2 separate regions of the Mus musculus genome follow, and region 1 is linked to region 2. Evidence: chromatin contacts called from public Hi-C data. All regions are on one chromosome and are shown on one strand. Each heading gives the region's core, a stretch centred on a gene start, on an enhancer-like site or on the middle of the called end of the contact. The rest is flanking DNA. Distances are from core to core; before and after follow the strand shown. Region 1 has its middle 25 kb from the start of Thoc3. Region 2 overlaps Gm34439 (a long non-coding RNA gene).

The links. Hi-C and Micro-C count contacts between places; a contact is called where the count stands out from the background.
Region 1: a Hi-C map of cortical neurons shows a contact between it and region 2, with 8 times the contacts expected there. The contact joins two enhancer-like sites. A contact is called at or near these places in 1 of 39 promoter capture datasets (embryonic stem cells), 1 of 15 datasets of contacts at CTCF or cohesin (the NIH/3T3 cell line), 46 of 484 Hi-C or Micro-C datasets (the AML12 cell line, B cells, the Ba/F3 cell line and 25 more), 3 of 115 datasets of contacts at active chromatin or transcription factors (astrocytes, embryonic basal ganglia and large pre-B cells) and 1 of 9 other capture datasets (embryonic stem cells).

What each region holds. Positions count from the first base shown.
Region 1 is chr13:54,441,997-54,445,685 of GRCm38.p6, reverse strand. No RefSeq gene overlaps it. Among named protein-coding and RNA genes, the nearest start is that of Thoc3, 25 kb to the left of the region's middle. Within about 2 kb of position 1,700, at least 5 of the 459 cell types and tissues checked have an H3K27ac peak or open chromatin away from gene starts, as enhancers often do. A contact at or near this core is called in cortical neurons, where this site is marked.
Region 2 is chr13:53,775,758-53,779,413 of GRCm38.p6, reverse strand. All of the region lies in intron 1 of Gm34439 (a long non-coding RNA gene), which reads left to right. Among named protein-coding and RNA genes, the nearest start is that of Gm34439, 10 kb to the left of the region's middle. Within about 2 kb of position 1,648, at least 12 of the 459 cell types and tissues checked have an H3K27ac peak or open chromatin away from gene starts, as enhancers often do. A contact at or near this core is called in cortical neurons, where this site is marked.

The DNA of each region.
Region 1 (3,689 bases), core at 451-2,950, 670 kb before region 2:
ACTAGGAAGGAGAACGCCAGAGCTATAACAAATCACCCCAGGAACTCTGGGTCCCACAGCATGGGTGTCAGTTAAAAGCACAGATTCATTGTTGGACTGCCTGGGTTTGAATCCTGGGGTCACCCACTAGAGACACTCTTTACTCCATTCTCGTGTGTGTGTGTGTGTGTGTGTGTGTGTGTGTGTAAAGAGGTTTAACAGAGAAGGGAAGACTCACTTTTTAAAAAAGGGGCCAGGATCCCCAAATCCTCTTTGAGATCATACCACCAATGAGATAAGGAGATAAGGATCTTTTATAAGACTCAGATCTTTCTTTCTTTCTTTCTTTCTTTCTTTCTTTCTTTCTTTCTTTCTTTCTTTCTTTCTTTCTTTCTTTCTTTCTTTCTTTCTTCCTTCCTTCCTTCCTTCCTTCCTTCCTTCCTTCCTTCCTTCCTTCCTTGTATATGAGTATACTGTTGCTGTCTTCAGACACACCAGAAGAGGGCATCGGATCCCATTACAGATGGTTGTGAGCCACCATGTGGTTGCTGGGAATCGAACTTCTGGAAGAGCAGTCAGTGCTCCTAACCCCCCACCCCCACCCCGGGCCATCCCCGCAGCCTGGGAAGACCCACTTTTAATGTAGGCAGCACAATACAGTGGACTGGGGTCACACACTGACTCCAAAGGTGGTGGAGAATGCCCATGAATACCAGCCCTCATCCCCTCTGCTTCTGGTCTGTGATAAACTGTGACCTCACACTCCAGCCACGGTGCCCACACAGCTCTCTCTCTGAGGGCACGGCAGACTTTTTGATTCTGAACCTTAGGTCCTGCTGGAGGGTGCTTGGCACACAGATGACCTTCCACAACCTTCCTTTAGCCCCTGCCCTCAGGACTAGACTGTGGTTAGTTAGTCTGGCATTTCTAGGTCAAATATGAGAACCAGTTTCAAGGAGGTAACATTACTTTGGCTGGTGGCTTCGGTGCCTTCTGTCCTCAGTCATGCTGATTCCGTTTCTGGGCATGAGGTGCAGAAGGGAACCACCACAGCAGAAGAGAACGGGCTGAGTCATTCACCTCCAGGTGACCTGGAATGGCCCCACAGCCATGGAACTATACTGCGAATATCTGGTTTGCAGGGTATCTGATATACAGCCCCCAACGGGTTCATGACACAGGTGGAGAACCACTGGCTTAAGACAACGTGAAAACACGTTACAAAGAGCCTGTCTTTCTGGGAGGCATCGGTTCAATTGTTGTGGCATGAACCTTGACACCTCTGAATTATTAGCTGATTGGATGCCAGCCACAGCCACAGCCACAGCCACAGCCACAGCCACAGCCACAGCCACAGCCACAGCCACCAGGCATCACTGATGGAACCAGCTACACTTGGTTCAGACCCTAAGCTCGGCTCTTTTATTTCCGTTGTTTTTCCTCTCTGAAATGGAGATTATCATTCCTGCCTCACTGAGAGGTGAGGAACTCCACGAATGCCCACTAGCCCATGCTGGACTCATCCTGACTGTAACTAAAGGTGGATGGCCTTTTAGAACAGTTTCTATTCCTGATCATGTCAGCTTGCAGGCAGGTGTCTATCAGGACAGACACACTCACTGGGAACAAAACCTAGCCCTTCTGGATAAAGGATACACTTGCCTATGGACCTTGGGTGCGAGGGTGGGGGAGTTCTGTGTAGACCGATCCTTTTCTTTTTCCGTGGGATGGACAGCCTTGCAACCACACACCACTCCTTAGTACCCACAGGCTCCATTACCAGCTTGTCTTTCATTGCCATCACAAGGCTCCCAGCCAGCCAGTCATCTGGAGTGTGCTAATTCTCCTCTGTTGCTGGCAGAGATCTGGGATCAGCTCTGCATTAGGACAAGTTGTAAGTAAACATACATTACTCAGTGTGGCCTGTCTTCCTACCACATTGTCTTAAAATCAGACAGCTTTGAACTGAAGTCTGACTGAGGAAAAAAATCTGTATGTTATTTAATTCAGACAATTCATTTTACAGAGAAAATTGACAATGCTTTGTAAGAAACCTGACCACAGACATGGTGCCCAGAGATCAGGTCTTCTGAGTCTGATTGTCACCTGGAGTTTCGATCCATCGGTCACTCTGACACCTGCTCATGTAAGCTCAGGCTTTGTTTGTACATTGTGAAAACAGAGTTGGAAAGGAGACAGTCTCTGTTCTCCCAGTCTCAGAACTTCCCTCCCTCCTTCTCCCTTTTTCCTCCCTCCCCTGCAGTCCCTTCCCCTCTCTCTCCTCAAAATGTTCCTTTCTCCATCCACCCACATCATCTGTCCACTCATTTTCCCATGTGTCTTTTCAGTCATTTGTTTATCTGACCACAGGGTATCTGTTTGTATGTCCCTCAATCTACGTCTCTTTCCCTATCTCCACTAATACATCTATGGCTCTATCCACTTGTGGCAATCAAGGTATCTCCCGAGATCTGGGCTGCGGAAATGACCACACTGAATAGCAAACCCTTCTCTTTAGGCTTTCTCACCTCTCGTGGGGGAGAAACCTGCATCTAAGGATGTAGACAGGGATCCTCATACAAGAAAGGAGACCTGCCTCTTATTTCTGAGAAGGCTTCATTCAGAGGGTGAGGGCAGTCACCTCTTGGGTAGGAGTCCCCAATGGTAACGACCAGGAAGAAACTCTTAGGTTGAGGGGACAATGGTGAAGCTCGAGGGTCTGGAGGGCTTGGAGGGGGGATGTGATGTCCTTTGATGGCTCTTTCAGGGAGTGACCTATGTAGTTAATAGTTGAGAGAGGTTGTCAAAGTAGGACCTTGAATATTAGACTTGGAGCCAGAATGCTGCCCTGTGGGTGTCTGGAAACCATTGCAGGGCTCTCAGTGGGCCAGGACTTAGGTCAGTGAGCATTTAGAAAGATTGCTTTTGATGGTTGGATCAGAGGAGAGAGTGGCAGTATCAAGGATTTTAAAGTTGGCTCTAATAGCCCCAGAACATTTGACATCACGACATCTTGGCAGTAGAGTTGGGGACTGGAGGTGGGATTTCAGAGACTGGAGAGGGAGTGTCATCAGGCCTTGAAGAGTGAGCCATGGCGATGTCCTTTAAGACCACAGTGGGGAAAGGACTTTTGTGGGTGGGAGTGATTAACTTAATTTTAGGACTCTGCAGAAACACTGAGAGGAGAGCTGGGAGGTATGTTAGTTTTAAGACCCGAAACTTCAGCAAGATGTGGGGAAGTTATCGGTGAAGATGGAGAGATGGAGCTGAGTGGAGAGTCACTGCACACAGAGCGGCAGCTGGCATGGAGGCTGGAGCTTCTTGGGGGAGTTCTCTGGTCAGCAATAGTCAGTCTAGAGAAGGACAGAAGGATGAAACAGTGAAGACTTTGATGATTGTACTATGGTTACATCTGTTGTTACATTAGAGGAAGCTGGGTGAAGGATTTGTGCCATTTAGAGTTCTCTTGAGGAACATCACCAATAGGATGAATATAATGAATATATGTGGATATTTTTCTTAACTTAGAAACACTTCCACTAAAACTATATTGTTATACATGTTATGTAGCAATTTCCTAAAAGTTGAAACGTTCATCCTGAAGGGAGACTGGTTGAGACTCAGGAAGTAAACAACTCAAAAGTCTCAGGAAGTCCCTGAAATTTACCAGATGCACAAGGTTCCCTATATATCTTAAAGTATATAAGCAG
Region 2 (3,656 bases), core at 399-2,898:
ATGAGTTCTCCTTGGTGATCTACCCAGATTATTGTCTGGTGTAGCCAGACCCAGGCCTCTACCGCCATCTACTGTGCAGGTCCTGTTACAAACATTGTTTAGTTTGGCAAGAGACACTGTGCTTCAAAGGGTACCTTAAACCTGAAGGCCAGGCCTTTCTTTCTTCCCCAGAGCACCACAGTATGACACAGCCGTGCATTGCTTAGCAGTGGAAAGCCATCCTCAGGAAGCCATCATTAGGGGCTTTACCGTGGAACTATGACAGCACTTAGGCCTAGCAAGCTACCCATGTAAACTGTGCAGTCTGTTATGTGGGCAAAGCCTGGCGCTCCTGGGTCAGTGGTGAACTAAACCACTTATGACCAAGCCAAGCAGGAGAGAAAATGGTATAATCGAAAGTCATTGAAAACAACAGAGGTGTGAAGCCACTGCTCTTATATCATTTGACTATAAACTTTGTTTTTTAATAAGTGAAAGGAATTTAAAAAATAACACTCTAAGACAGCAATAGAAAATATAATCAGTACATGAACTAGTGACCCTGTCCCTCGGTGCTAAGTATCATGTACTGTCTATAATTGTGCTTGGTGTATTTACAATTGGTTGCTCACTAGATTTGTTTACATTAGTGTTGCCATAGAAACGGCCACCATATACATAGTTCATTACTGACCAATATCTTTACAGCGCTCATGACTATTCATTCAGTTTCAGCAGAAAGCCATGCTTCAAAACAGGAAAGCATCATGCTTAAGGCTACAGGGCGTGGGGATGTTTCTGGTCTCAATTCTATGTAACTCTCAAGTCCTTCATCCCACTTAATGCCATTATGAATTGAAGAACCCGGGCTATCACATCCACCGCCTGCCTTCTCCATTCCTGGTCCAGCTACTTCCTCCTGAACGTCACCTGTCCTGAGTCATTGCCCATCTGTTTGCTTCCTCGCCCAACGTCTCCGCATCCCCACCGATCCCCATTTCATCTTCTTAGGGATGACACCTGGAAGCTGAGTGGGTGATGGAAGCCTAATTCTGGAGAGAAGAGAACAGCAAAGAAGACAGGAGGGTGATAGAGTGAGGATGACAAGCCCTTGCAGGGTTGACAAGGTTTGCTCAGAGATAGAAACACCCAGTTGCTATGATTTTAGAAATGGCAACAATTATCTCTGATTTTAGAGTTGCTACAATTGTCTCCGCTTTTTCTTAGGCGATGAGAAAACAAGAAGTAATTTCCCATGTTGGGGAATATGTGGCAGAACTGGAAACCAGGCCAATGTCACCCAGAAAGCTGTAGCTCCAGATGGCAGGGAGCCCAGCTGGTAGAGAAGTGCCCTCTGTGAATCGTGGCTGGCATCCTTGCCTCAGGTAGAGCAGTGGGTCCTGAGGGCGACTGAATAGGAAGTAAATGGCTATCTATATCTTTATTCTAGAAGCACGAGGTCTCTATCTGTCCATTAATATTGCATTTGGTTAACGCAGCATACTTAATGCACCTAAGATGGGTAAAATTCACTTTAAAGGGTCACAGAGAGAGGATCCCAAAAAAAATTTTTTTCAGCACATTTAAAGGCTGTAACTGTTGCTCTGTCTGCAGCAGGCTTGGTACAATAGTAAGAACAGCTGTGTGTGTGCAATGCTTCCCTTCCCATCTCTGTGTTCAGCAACTTCACACTGTCAGCTGCAGCCTAGGCAGGGAGCTGTGCACAGTAGGAACTGGCAGATGTGCTAGAAGGGGGGTGAGCTTCAGATGCCCACACCCTCTAGACCTCCACTCTCTGTAGACCTTGCCTGGCGGAAGTCTGTGTGCTCCAAACCCTCTCTCCAGTGCATCTGTCCACGGAACAGGCCTGCTTCTGAGCTCTCCTCCCAGCTCAGGATGGCCTTTTGGGAGCTCTTTTTTGAAACAGTAATCTTTCAAAAACCTGCACCTTTTCTGGCTGTTCCTCTTGATCAAGGGCACTACTGACCCCAAGTCAGATCCTCGGCAGTCAACCTAGAAGCCGCCTGGTTACGCCTTGAGATCCGTAATGGTGGATCTCTATTGCCAGTTTGATGGGGGTTTACAGCCACTCTGGAAACAAATGCCCGGGCATGTCTGTGAGGAGCCTTCTGGATTGGGTTGAGTCAGAAAGATACAACCTGAGCAGGCTGGGTCCCAGCCTGAGCAAAGGCCTAAGAGCAAGCTGAAACACCAACAATCTATTGTTCTCTGTTTACCGGCTGTGGATGCCATGTGACCGGTTCTTTCCTGATACTGTAGCCATGCCTTTCCTCCCATGAAGGACTGCAGAAAATTCGAAGCAAGCAAGCAGCCCCTTGTTGCCTTCGTTTGCTTCTCAGTCAGGAATTTTGCTACAGCACTGAGGACCGAGGAAGTACTGAATACAAGGTCCAACCCCACTGCTTAGACCGCAATGTTGCCTTCCCAGACATAATACAGCCAGCTCCTTCTGGACTCATACTATATATATATATATATGCAAAAATACATATGTGCACACAGATGTAACAATAATAAAGAGGAAGAGGTCATGAACTCAAGGTGAGATGAAGAAGAATGTGGAAGTGTTAGGGCCAGGAGAGGTGGAAATGGTATGAATACAGTACTCATGTACGAAATTCTCAAAACTAAAGAAGTGATTATAAAAAACAACATTCATGCAGTGAGCTACGTTTTAGGTAAAAGAAAAGAGGTACCAGCTCCTTGCCTTCCGAAGTCTGCTCGCCACAGAATCCCTGGCAGCGAGGGTTCTTGGCAGCATGTCAGAAAGGATATTTCAAGGCAGACACTAATGCGGTTACACATGTCTCTGCACTCAGCAAAAGGTTCCGCTTGTGCCCTGGAGGCTGTGCTACCTGACATCAGGCTGGCGGCTCTGAATGAGTCAACCATTGTCTCGGGCTGGAGAGCCAGAGTGGAGTCAGAAAACCTGAAGTCTTACTTACATGTTTCCTAAGTTCAAAGCCAGCGATCAGTAGAAGGCAGAACAGCGATGCTCCACCCTCGGACATCAAATCCCCCAGCTGTCAACTACATCAACTTTATAGACTGGGAGGAGGACAATGCTTGTGAAGATGGTGGCAGATTAAAACTCTTTGTGCTGTGACTCTGTCCCCACTCAGACAAGTGCAGAGAGCCTGACAGAGCCCAGAGCTGTGCTCCACCGGAGGGAAAGCTGCCCACAACGAGGACACTAGCTGTCTTAGTCTGTCAGTGCAGCCTCCAGAAAGGACACAGTTGGGGGTGGAGGAGCCTCACAGGACAGAGAACGCTGATGTGATCCCGGTTTCCCAGAGGTACGATAGCCAAGTCCTTATACCCATTATGCAGACCAGAAAGTTTTAATGACTTGTATAAGGACAGTGAGTGCTATCAAAACACCCTAGCTCTCTTTGCTCCAGGGCTTTTGAGAGTTCCACCTTCTTCTAGAGGTGAGGTGGCGCAGATGTTATTTCTCAGCAAAGGAAAGAGAGCCTCCTAATGGCTACTAACGGTATTTCAAGTTAACCAGCTGCCTTGGAGGTCTCCATAGGAATGTGCCGGTAGCTTCACTAGAGGGCGCCAGTGCCTCCTGAATGGTCACATTCCATCCAGGAGGTGTCCTGTGGCCAGTGAAAGCCACCTCCGAGCCAGGCTTTTCAGCAAACAGAGACCTA